Linked DNA regions of Rattus norvegicus: all the other regions are linked to region 2. The links are chromatin contacts, called in public Hi-C maps. All regions are on one chromosome and are shown on one strand. The core of a region is the stretch at or near the end of the contact, and the rest is flanking DNA. Distances in the headings are between cores, read along the strand shown. Region 1 has its middle 250 kb from the start of Cxcl12. Region 2 holds the start of Cxcl12 (C-X-C motif chemokine ligand 12). Region 3 overlaps LOC134486835 (a long non-coding RNA gene).

What was found. Hi-C and Micro-C count contacts between places; a contact is called where the count stands out from the background.
Region 1: a contact with region 2 is called in a Hi-C map of the Rat2 cell line, with 7 times the contacts expected there. The contact joins the enhancer-like site here to the promoter of Cxcl12 in region 2. A contact is called at or near these places in 9 of 12 Hi-C or Micro-C datasets (the Rat2 cell line, Schwann cells, frontal cortex and 5 more).
Region 3: a contact with region 2 is called in a Hi-C map of the A7r5 cell line, with 3 times the contacts expected there. The contact joins the enhancer-like site here to the promoter of Cxcl12 in region 2. A contact is called at or near these places in 3 of 12 Hi-C or Micro-C datasets (the A7r5 cell line, the Rat2 cell line and frontal cortex).

What each region holds. Positions count from the first base shown.
Region 1 is chr4:152,303,890-152,307,702 of GRCr8, reverse strand. No RefSeq gene overlaps it. Among named protein-coding and RNA genes, the nearest start is that of Cxcl12, 250 kb to the right of the region's middle. Within about 2 kb of position 1,667, at least 6 of the 93 cell types and tissues checked have an H3K27ac peak or open chromatin away from gene starts, as enhancers often do. A contact at or near this core is called in hepatocytes, where this site is marked.
Region 2 is chr4:152,058,742-152,062,705 of GRCr8, reverse strand. It overlaps Cxcl12 (C-X-C motif chemokine ligand 12), which reads right to left and starts at 1,925. Exons shown (of 3, transcript NM_022177.3): 1 at 1,784-1,925. The coding sequence starts at 1,844.
Region 3 is chr4:152,214,353-152,218,402 of GRCr8, reverse strand. LOC134486835 (a long non-coding RNA gene) reads right to left here. Exons shown (of 2, transcript XR_010066257.1): 2 at 1,983-2,223. Among named protein-coding and RNA genes, the nearest start is that of Cxcl12, 160 kb to the right of the region's middle. Within about 2 kb of position 1,757, at least 11 of the 93 cell types and tissues checked have an H3K27ac peak or open chromatin away from gene starts, as enhancers often do. A contact at or near this core is called in the A7r5 cell line, where this site is marked.

The DNA.
Region 1 (3,813 bases), core at 418-2,917, 250 kb before region 2:
TGCTGCTTAAGCCCCATTGTGTGATATTTGTTAGAGGAGCTAAACTGACTCATACAAGGCTGTGCACTCCTCTGGGTCTGGCTCTGTACTTGTCTGTGTGTGTGGTAAATGGTAAATGGTAAATGGTAAAGTCTCGCTTACAGTGGGACAGGTGGGATGTAGGAGCAGAGTGTCTGTGCAGAAGTAAGCTGCCACTGTGTGCTGGTGTGTGTGTGCATGCACGTGTGCAGTGTATCAAAGTGATACATTGTTCTTAAACACTTTCTGCAAGTCCCGGTGTGCCTGCAGGTCTGGACTTATAAGGAACTATGGTGACAGCTTACTAATGAGACCCAAGGTTCAACTGGTTAAGAGGTGTGCTCATCAGGGCTCAGTAACAGGGAGAATAGATTCAGGAGGCCTGTTCCAGTCTCCCTACCCTTCTTGTCTTAGTTAGGGTTTTACTACTATGAAGAGATCATGACCATGATAACTGTTACAGAGGAAAACATTTAGTTGGGTCTGGCTTACAGTTCAGAGGTTTAGCCTATGATCATCACGGTAATATGCAGGCGTACATGGTACTGAAGGGCTTCTACATGGTGCTGAGAGTCTACATCTGGATCTGCCTGTAGCAGGAAAAGAACTGTGAGCCACGGAGTCTGGGCCTGAGACCTTAACGCCTACCCACAGTGACACACTTCCTCCAAAAGGACCACACCCAGTTAACAAGGTCATAGCCATGTGCCACTCCCTATGGACCAAGCATTTCAAATCCACAAGTCTATTGGGTGTGATCCTATTCAAACCACCACCATTCCTATGTGGGAAACAGTAGGAGCAAGAAGCTCTCCCTGAGGTTGATGAACACAGGTGAAGGGAGGACAGGGCCTCAGTCAGCTCTTGATGAGACAGAAGTCAATGTAGGGGAGGAAGCAGGGACAGGGATAGGTCACACACAGGCCAATGTTGAGAGCCAGGAGCTCTCCGGGTTTGACAATAAGGCTGGACTCTGGTCTCGGGGAAGCCCAAAAAGTAGGGAAAACTCATTCAAGCGGAGCCTGAGGAACACCAGCTACTTCTGTCACTTCTGACTCTTTTTGGCATTCCACGAAAGCAAAGCTACCTCCAAGCCAGGGTGCCCAGGGCATGCCCCTTCTAAACAAAGGCCACTCATTAATTTAGACAGAGGGATTTTGTTTCTGGCTTCCTTCCGAGGCGCTGGTGACTGGGTGGTACTTCAGCTGCCGTGTCTTCAGGATTAACAGAAGAATTTTGGTTAGGAACACGAGAGCCACACGAAGATTGCGGTTTCCAAGTTGGAGGCTTTGGGAAGGGGAGCATCATACTCTGAGTTCTTGAGGTTTCCTGTGTTCAAGGCACCCATCTGCTCACCCAGAACTGGAAGCCTATTACAATGCACCCCTTGTTATGGTTAGAATTTAAGATGATATTTTTTTCTATTTTAGTTAATGGCCTGAGAATGAGATTTTGGTTGTTGGCAATAAATTGCATATTCAGGGATATTGGTGCAGAGGGACTCTAATTCAGTCTTTTTATAGTATCCTTTTCCCCCTCCGGTTTAGAGAATTCTTTTAAGGTGGTGGGGGTGATTAATGACCCCATGTGCCTGTGTGCACACAGGGCCCACGTGTCCTCAAAATGAGGAGCCTAGGGATCCTAGAGAACAAGCCTGCGGCAGAAGAGGGAATTGCAACACCACATTCTTTGCCAAGTTCCACCCCAGTGCAAGCAGGGATGAATAGATTATCGATGGAATGTGCTCCAGACTGTGTCCTCTATGTGTAAGTCCAGCATCCTTCCTCCTGGCTCAGAAGTATGAAGGAGACAGAAGGCATTGGAAAAAAATCCTCCTCCTCTATCTCTTCTTCTTCTCCTCCTCCTCCTTCTCCTTCTCCTTCTCCTTCTCCTTCTCCTTCTCCTTCTCCTTCTCCTTCTCCTTCTCCTTCTCCTCCTTCTTCTTCTTCTTCTTCTTCTTCTTCTTCTTCTTCTTCTTCTTCTTCTTCTTCTTCTTCTTCTTCTTCTTCCTCCTCCTCCTCCTCCTCCTCCTCCTCTTCATCTTCTTACTCCTCCTCCTCCTCCACCTTCTCAGATTCTTTTACTTTGAAAGGGAAATGCCTGCTATTTAAGCAATGGATCAGACACTAGATGGCAGAAGGCAGAAGCTATGGGACAGTGAATTTTCATCTCCGTGACAAAATGCCTGAGGAAGTGAAGGATCCTGCAGGAAGAGATTCATTTTGGCTCACATGTTCAGAGGTTTCCATTTGTGTTCAAGCTCCAGAGCTACAGCCCTGTGGTATCTCCTCAGGACAGACCGGAAGTATTATGAGAAAGCAACAGGAAGATGAGTAGGCTCCATCTCCTTACAGTTCACTCAACCATAAACTCATCAACACGATCTACTGATAGAGTTAGCGTAGTCATGACTCGGTATCTCAGTGTGCCACTGGCTGGGAACTGAGGTTTCAGTATAGATGGCTTTTGAAGATATACTTCATATCTACATCGAAATAAGAGAGAATTCTTGTTGGGTGCTCCCTCACTGCCAAGCAGAAAGGTAAGGTACTCCAGCCTACACTAGAAAGACCACCATTGCGATGAAGCTTGTAAAGCAGACATCATAGGTCTAGAACGTCTAGATGTTATGAGATCCAAGTCAGCTCAGAAGACAGAACAGGGCCCTGAATAAAACAGAGTAGAGGGTGGTCTAGGTAGAGTAACTTTTGCATGTTCACTGTGAGTTTCAATTCACTTCTGTTGAAAATGAGGGAGCGCAAGGCCCTGGGTTCGGTCCCCAGCTCCGGAAAAAAAAAAAAAGAAAATGAGGCCATGGGGTGTTCTTAAGTAGGAGATAGGATTGACACCTGAGAGCTGTACACACTCTGTGGCAGGAGTGTTTAGGATAGAGAGGGGCATCAAGATTAACACATTAAATAAGACAGAGGAAGAGGAAGAGGAAACCCTTTTGACCTCAGTCTCCAAGTAACAAAAACAAGTAAGTGCAGGCTTGTAAATTCTCCCAGAGAAGGCTGATGTATGTAAATGGATTAGAAGAGCTGTTTGTTTTTATTCCACATTGGGAGACCAAAGAAATTAGGTTCTGATGTCAGCAGCAGCAGCAGCAGCAGCAGCAGCAGCAACAACAACAACAACAACAACAACAACAGCAACAACAACAACAGCAAGATAGATGCATTTGCCAGCAAAGAGAGAAGGCAGGTAGGCAAACAATATCTTTCACCTCTGACCTCTTAGATTTAGAAGGCTGCCACAAGGTAGTGCCTACTCAGGGAGAAGGTTCCCTTCCTCAATCCCAGTTAATCATTTCAGGAACTGCCCTTACAATTCTGACTAGGGTTATGCTTCTCAGTTGATTCTAGATCTAATAAAGTTGACAACCAAGATCGACTATCATATTTCTGTATTACTTACTTGATGGATTTCTGTGACCAAAAAAAAAAAAAAAAAAAAAAACGTAACAAAGTAACTTAAGAAAGAAAGTTTTGGGGTGCTTTCAAGGCTAGAGTACAGTCTGTCATGGCAGAGAAGTCATGGAAGCAGGATTTAAAGGCAGCTGGCCACATTGCATCCATGATCAAGAAGCAGATAGAGATGATTAGAGCCCCTTTTTATTCAGTCCAAGACCAAACCTCAGAACATGGTGTCACCCATGTAAAAGTGTCTCTTTCCACCTCATTTAACTCAGCCTAGCTAATCCTTCACAGGCATGCTTGGGTCAGCCAATATCCTGACTAGCTGACAAGTTATTATTATCCACAACATGGTAGAGATCCTTTATCCACAAAAGAC
Region 2 (3,964 bases), core at 676-3,175:
CCTAGGGTGCCTAATGTCTAGCTGCTGAGTTGGATCCGCTGATGGGGAAACATAGGAACCACAACAAGGTTAGCCATGCTGCAACTCGAGGGCTGTGCAGGACCGGAGGGCACACAGGCGCTAGGAGGTAAAGAAAAAGTTCATCTGGGCAATGCAACGGAGTCCTGCCTAGAGAACAGGTCTGATCCAGACACTTGGTTGCAGAGAAGTCAAGAGTCCGACGCTTCCTAGAGTAAGAATATGTCTGGGGGTGAGACACCCCAATTACTCGGGACAATTGCACTCCAGCCTTGAGGACCCGAGTTCCTACATTCCTGCCTCATACTTGACTTCCCAGGAGGCAGTACAGTTTGCCAGAGACTGTGACCCTTGCAACGTCACCAGCTCATTCAATTATTAATGCCCAAATCAATGTGCTCCATGATGAGGCACTGGGGGCCAGTGGGAAGTTGCAGCCTCCCAGGTGTTCTCAGTAGCAGAGGGAAAAAAAAAACCGAAATTGCCTTTCATTTGTCTTTTTTACTCCTCCGATCAGCAACTATTCTTTTATTGAACTTTTACTGAACATTTACTAAATTTTTACTGAACATTTCCCTCGGACTAGGCAAGTCCAGCCTCTCCAACCATACTTAGCCAAACAAACGCAGGTCCCACTACTTTCCGTAGCCTGTTGTTCACAGGGAAAGAACCCAAACCAACGCTTTGGCGCACTTGGGGCAGCATTTAGATCGCAGCCTCACCAAGGGCTCCGACCGCCCCTCAGTTCGGAAACAACACAGCGGAGGAAGGCAGGGGCCCGACTGGTAGGGTTTTGTTTTGTGTTCAGAGGCAATGGTTTGTTTTGTTTTGCAGCAACGGTGTCTTGTAACAGCGCTGAGAGTTTTCTCTTCAGTGTCAAAAAAAGAAAACAAAATGAAAGCCCTTTCCCAGTGAAAGAAGACACCACCCCGGGTCTGGGAGACTGAACTCTGCTGCAGCTCTCATTCCAGAGCGGAGGGCTCCGGGGCTGGCTACAAAAGCGCCCATTTGCAGGTGTGTTTGGGGGTTGGGGAGAGGTGTGCATATAGCTCGAGTAACTGCTGCGCCTTTGTCTAGTGACCCCGGTAAGAAGAAAAAGGCGCAGCGAAGAGACGCGTGCTCAGGTCCGCGTCGCTACGGACCAACGAACTGTGCAGAAGCGCAGCCCTGGCTGGTGGCGCAAGCTCTAGAGCTGCACTGCGCTGCTCATGGCCCCGAGGGTGTTGTAAGAGAACTCGCTACACTCTGAGGGGACGAAACTCAACTGCACCACCGAACCTATAGCCAAACCAAGCTACTTTAAGAGTTTGCTGGCACACGCACCACCCGAATGAATCTCCTGCACGGTCAACTCCCGGACCGCGCTGCCCTTCGCCTCTGGAACATCTGGGCGCGGGTGGACACTAGCTGAGTGCAGCTGGCGCGCTCCGGGGCCCAAGCCCAGGACACCGTCGCCCAAGCTTCCATTCCGCGCCGACCCCACACTTGCCCAACAATCCTGCAGGGCCTCGCCTGCAGCCCTCTCTAGGTCCTGCAGCTGCGCTTCGCAGAGCACAAAACCTCGGTGTGACCCGTGGGACACGGGAAAGGGCACCCGTAAGGAGTGCGCCCTGCAAAGTGGGCTGCCTGAAGTTCGCTTGCAGTGAACCGCGCGGAACGACTTCTTTCTCCGCGACTCCCGCGCGGGCAGGGGAACCGCGGACCCGAAGGAGCTCCGGCACAGAGCTGCGAGCCTTGCCCGGGACCGGGCGCAGATTACACTCACCGTCACTGATGCAGAGCGCGGCCAGCACCAGGGCCAGCACGGCGACGACCTTGGCGTCCATGGCGTGGGCGGGAGGGCGCGCCGGAGGCTGCAGAGCTGGGCAGCAAGAGGACACCGAGGTGGACGGAGAGTGAAAGTGCGGCAGCTAGAGGCGCGCGCTGGGCGCTTTAGAGCCGAAAACCAGGCGGGGCGGGGCTCGTCAAGGGGCGTGTCTGAAGTGTGGCTGGGGTCTCTGACGCGCATCCCCTGCGGAGCAGCCGCCCTTCCAGTCCCCTACCTACCCACCCCCTTCTTGGCGCCCTCGGCGTCCCCGGCTCCGCTGGGTGCCGAGGCCTTTGATCTTCCCAGTCCCCAACTTGGGCGGGCTCCTTGGACTACAAATGCTCCCATCCTGCAGATAGAGAAACTAAGGGGCTGTCGAAATCGAAAGCTGTCAAGTAAGGACCAGAGGCGAAACTGTGTTCCAGGCGCGAGGTTCTGTTGCGCCGCACCCAAAAAAGTTGCCAGAGAACCCTTTCTTTGGTGCCAGGACCTCAAACTGACCCACCTCTCTCCCAGGGTGTCTGTGCCGCAGGCGACAGCTAGGCTTAAGGGCAACGCGGAGCAACCTACAGTTAGAATAACTTGGACTCCCAGCCAAAGTCTCACTACAGTCACCCCCGGGAAGATGCATTCTAACGTAGGGCTGTGCTGCCCAGCAAAGAGACCAAGCGGGTCTTCCAGATATAGTACGGTGAATTTTCTTTGCCACCTCCCCTCTGTAACGGTATCTGACGCTGGGGGGGTGGCGGAGGGAGGTGACACAGCTCTCACCCTGCAGAATGGAAACGGAGAAATCACTGAGAGTCTCACTCCCGCGAAACGTCGTGACGCTCAGTACCTGGTTTTAATGGGTGTTCTTAAACTTCAGTGTTTTCTGCCTTTCCTGAAGAAAGTCCAGTGTTCCAAAAAGGACGAAAGAGTTCCCTACACCCCTGCTCCCTAAAACCCCTAAAACTTCGGAAGCCCAGGAGTGAGTGCTTCCGAAGGTGGTCATTGGTGTCTTTACAAATATACCCACTGGTGCTCAGTCCTGCCGATAGACCGTTGTACTCCACGCTGGTCAACCAAAACAACCCCAACCTGGGTGTGGGGAGACACAGGGGAAGGGGCAGACCGCAGCTGGAGGGCTAGAGGCTGGGAGCAGCGTCCTTTGGACCTTCTGCTGCCACATACAGTGTTGGCCACACTCCCATTGCCTTTCTCACATAACCAATTAGCGATTTGGATTCTGTTATCACGTTCACCCAAGGGAGTGCACAAAAGAGACTTGCCTCTGTCTCAGGGCAATCTGGGAATCATATTTTTGAAGAAGTGGCCAGGACCTTTGGGCCTGGGGCTCCACCTAGGGACTAAAGAAGGGTGGCCGGGGTCAAGAGGAAAATGTTTCAGACATGAGAGTGTCTTAAACAATTCCGCCAAGCACTTTGCGTCCATTCATTTGTCAGGCGCACTTTAGGGGCTCAGCTTCAAATCTGGAACAGCGCCGACCTGGGCCCTGTGTTTAAAAAGTAGCACTCTAGAGAAGGCAACCATTCATTTCTATCGGCTTTTGCATTATCCTGAGCGTTCAGGATGCTGAACACTGAACTTGCTGGCCCTGTTGTACTGTAAGATCGGCAGAGGCTGGGCTCCGGCGCCCTCTAGTGGTCCCATCTCCTCTGCTCCAGTAATCGGAGAGGCTGGGGTTCAGGCAGTTGGGATACCTGACGCCTGTATAAAGAACAGTTTTTTTTAAAAAACAAAACAAAACAAAACAAAACAAAACAAAACAAAACAAAACAAAACAAAACAAAACAAAACAAAACAGATGCTCTTGGGTAAAACCTACTCTGCGCACAAAAACTTGTGTGGTGCTCCTATTCCCTACATCTCTGAGGTAAACCTCTGCTGTAAGTTTGTCCAAAGTAGGTCGACGTCCAGGTCTCTTGCTACTTAAATGTTTGCTAGGAAATCAGGAGAGAAGGACCCACTCACAGCCCAGGAGTGAAGTTGGGGGGAGGGGTATCCTATGCAGGCCAAGAGCGAAGCAGAAACCAGCAAAGGCTCTGGCAGACCGAGGCTCCAGAACAGAAGCAGATGTGGGTCACATCTGTCCCTACCCTCCTACAACCATTCATTAAAACACGTTCCGTAGGTTCT
Region 3 (4,050 bases), core at 508-3,007, 160 kb before region 2:
CTCCTGCATATTTTCTTATGAAAATTGTAGATATCCACATCAAGAAGCACTGAGTGATTAAACCCAGCAGTGGGGCAGGCACCCTGACAGGTATGACATACTCGGGGTGGGAGGACATCTCAACCACTATTGTGGGGTAGACAGAAGCAGCATCCACAGCAACTTCTAAGTACGTGGGGACAAAGCTGCCCGCTTGTGTTGCCATTGTGATGACAGTGGCTTTAAGCTCATCATGGTCTGCTTCTGGCCATAACTAGACATCCAGTGGGTGTCTAATGAGGAATAAAGGGTGCTTCTAAAGCCTAGGAAGCTCAAGAACAGGAATCTGAGCAAATTTCTCTGGCTCTTGGTCCAGGAATCCCATGCCAGGCAGGTGTGCCATTGCTAGTTCAGGTCTCTGTGTTCCACTCCTTATAAAGCCACAGACACTATCACAGAGCCCCACCCCAATGAGCTCATGTGGCACTCACTGTCATTGTAAAGATTTTTTTGTCTCATTTCCAAATACTAGTAACATGTGACTTTGGGGATTAAGTTTTTAATACTTGAAACTTGAGGGCCACATTCATACCATGATAGTGATCAATATCCAACTATGAAACCTAACAATGAGGGCTCACTTAGTCAAGTGCAAGTTTGAGGACCTGAGTCTGGATCCCCCAAACCCACACAAAATCTGGACACAGTGTGCTCTTCTGAGAGACAGGTCGCCGTCTGGAGTTCATTGACCAACGAGTCTCAAAAAGTATAAGGTGGAGATTAATTCAGAAGATACCCAGTATCAACCTCTGTCCCCCAGCTGCTTATAAGCTCTCTCTCTCTCTCTCTCTCTCTCTCTCTCTCTCTCTCTCTCTCTCTCTCTCTCTCTCTGTCTGTCACACACACACACACACACACACACACACACACACACACACACACTCCAACACCAACACAACAAAACAAAAACTCATAGAGATTGATTGTCCTGCCTTTGCCTCCTAGTGCTGGGCTAAAAGGTGCCGGCCACCATGGCAAGCAAGTCAGAGTCTTTAAGAAAATAATTAAATTAAAATGAGGGCATTGGTGTCAGTACCAGTCAAGTATAAGAAGATGACATTAGGACACAGACATGCAGGGAAAAGTCATGTGATGACTCAGGCTGAGGATGCCATCTTCAGCCAAGGAGAGGGGCTAAGTAGTCACACTCACACCCTGATCTTGGGTCTTCAGCCTTCAGAAGGCAAGTCATCAGCTTCTATTACATCATCTGGAACGTCTTAAATGTTTTCCACTCACAAATGCATCCTGCCTAAAATTTTTACACAGCCCTGGGCGTATGGACATAAACCTAGGGTGCACGACTCTAATAAAACACAAAGATGTTTATTTCAAAACAATCTTTTGGTGCATATATAAGTTTACTATTTATTTTGATGGAAGCATGTTTGTGTACTACTGAATGAATGGATGTGCACACTAAGGAAAGGGATGAATGGGCTTTTCCTTTCCAAATTCGAACTAGCGCCTGTGCCTGCAGCCTTCCTCAGATCTGTGCCTCGTGACTCACAGGCTTCCAACGCAGCTGATGCCTGGAGCTTGCTTAGTTCTCCTCCTGAGAGGCAGTCAGTCATTTGAATTAGTGTCCTGTCAAATGCCCTGGGCTTTGTCTTTCCCATGACCCCATAAAGTGGGTTCTGTCAGTCTCTCAAGAGTCTGTCTCCTTCCCTTTCTGTCAGAGATCTGGGAAGTCCATGGCTGGTGTCCGGAGGAAAGGGTATTCTTAGTTCTGACTAAGGCATTGAGAACTCTCAAACAAGCGCCAATGGCGTTCTAATGAGGAGCAGATGAAGGGCACAAAAGCCTAAGCCCCAAATCCGGGAAAGCTGAGAAAAGAAAATACCAATATTGCCAAATCATCTGAGCTCTGAATTTAAAAGCATGCTCATTCTGCTAGCTGGACCCTGGCAATGACCCCAAGGAGGAGTTCCGAATCATGCAGATTCGAAAGAAATAAATTTAATCAAGAAACCACAACTCTCAGATAGGTTCACCAAAAGGGATGTTGGCCCACACTTAAAGAAAAACGTCTGCAATGGCCAAATAACCCATGACTAATTACGACGTGTGGCTGGGTGGGGCAAAATGCAAGGCAGCTAGAAGCCAATGGAGGGTGTGATGTCTTTGTTCCCATTGTCACAGATCCTTCCTTTGTTGTGAGGGCTCTGAGCTGTGTTCCACGAGCTAAAAGAAAAAGTAGAAAGCTCAGTTCTCTTCATTTGCTTACCTTTGCGTGGCCTCCAGTCCTTGGGAGGTGCTTTTGTTGTGTATGTGCAAGTTTTACACATTTTCACCAGAAAAATGGATGACTAACCCCAACAAACTCTGTGAGGTTTCCTCTTTCCTCCCTTTGCAGGACAAACAGTGAGAGAGGATGCACATAAATCCCTATAATGTGACCCCAAATCTCCTTATATCCAGCATTTGTATCCAGCAGTAACACTGGCTTCCATCAAATGACAGAGGAGAAGATGGATGGCCAAAATCCCAGGCTGCCTCCTTCAAACCCAGCCAGAAGTCCTCCTCTGGCTTAAGTTTGAGAACAAAATCCAGGGCTCCCAGAGTGCTAATGGTGAGGCAGCTGTCATCCAACATGTTAATTAAAGACACAATTAGTTGTGAACAGGAGAGAAAAGAGGAACTGATAAAGGGGGTTCAGCAGCCCCAAGAGTGTCTTCAGGGCACTGACATGCTTTTTAGGTTTAAGTAGAAGAATTGGGGTGGGGGCAAAAGATCTGCAAAATTAAGCAGTTTGATCCAGGTATGGTCTGGTTGGTCCTCTCCCAGCTCTGGTTCTGCAGCATAGTCTGAGTTAGTCATTATCATCTGAGGGGAGCAATCTGGTTCTCATGAGGCGATCACTCCTTCTCCACGGTCCAGCTTCACCAGAGCAGACAACAACCCTCACATAGGAGTGGTCTGTTTGGTGGCAGTTTTAGTCCTTAGTCATAGGGTGTTCATTGATCGACCCTATTGTTCCCAGGATCTAAAGTGTCTACCAGAATATAACAATGTCTTGACAGCTTCAAATATGGATGAGGGATATGGAAAGGGGTGGAGGAAGTACTCTGATAATAAGATGCTCATGGAGTCAGATACAAAGGAGGAGAGAGGTCAGGATTTTTCCTGGTCTCAGTTACCTTGTGGGACCGAGGGAGGAGTCAGTGCTCTTTACCTAAAGTACTTTCTAAGTACCCGTTGTACCTCTACCTCAATTCCCTGACCTTGAATTGTAGAGCTTTCCCCCAGTGGTCGTAAACTTTGGCTTAAAACGAATTGTGCATTCTTTAAGAAAATATTCTTTAAGCATCTCTGAATGGTCCAGATCCCTCTTTCAAATAAAAATTAAAATTACTAGGAAAATGCAGAAAAGTAAAAGTAGCCTCATGTACCTTGGGGGATTCACTTAAGTTTACCCTAACTTCTGTCTTTACTTACCATTCTTATAAAAGATCAAATTATACAAGTTACTATTGCTTGACTGAGAAATAATTTCAGAAAGTCTTACAGGGAGTTCCATTTATTCTTTCTTTTCACTGCTAAAAGTTCTATAGATGGAAAGAAAGCAAAAATTTGGTCATGTTTATAAACTAGAAACCATGTTGAAAATCCAACAGCAGTCTTTAAGGATAGTGTGAAATACATATTTGGTTTCTGAACAGCTCCTAAAGACACAAGAAATCTTCAGGAAGATGTGGTTTGCTTTCTATGTCAAAGACTGAAAGTTAGCTGAAAGTCCCCCACAAAACATCAGGATGCAGCTGGTCACCATAAAGATCAGCAAGATGAGAATATGGGGACATTTAATACCATCTCCAACCTGGGGAGGAGGGAAAAGCTAAAGATAAGTTGGTAATCTGTGGACAATTACTTGACCAATCTTGGATTTCTAATGAAGTTTCCATGGAAACTCAAAAGGACAGAGATTAGAGGATCTCTGGTGGCTGAGGTTTGGTAGTGCTGGCAGAGTGTGAGGTATGGGTGTGGGAGTTCTGAGATTCTTCCCTACAC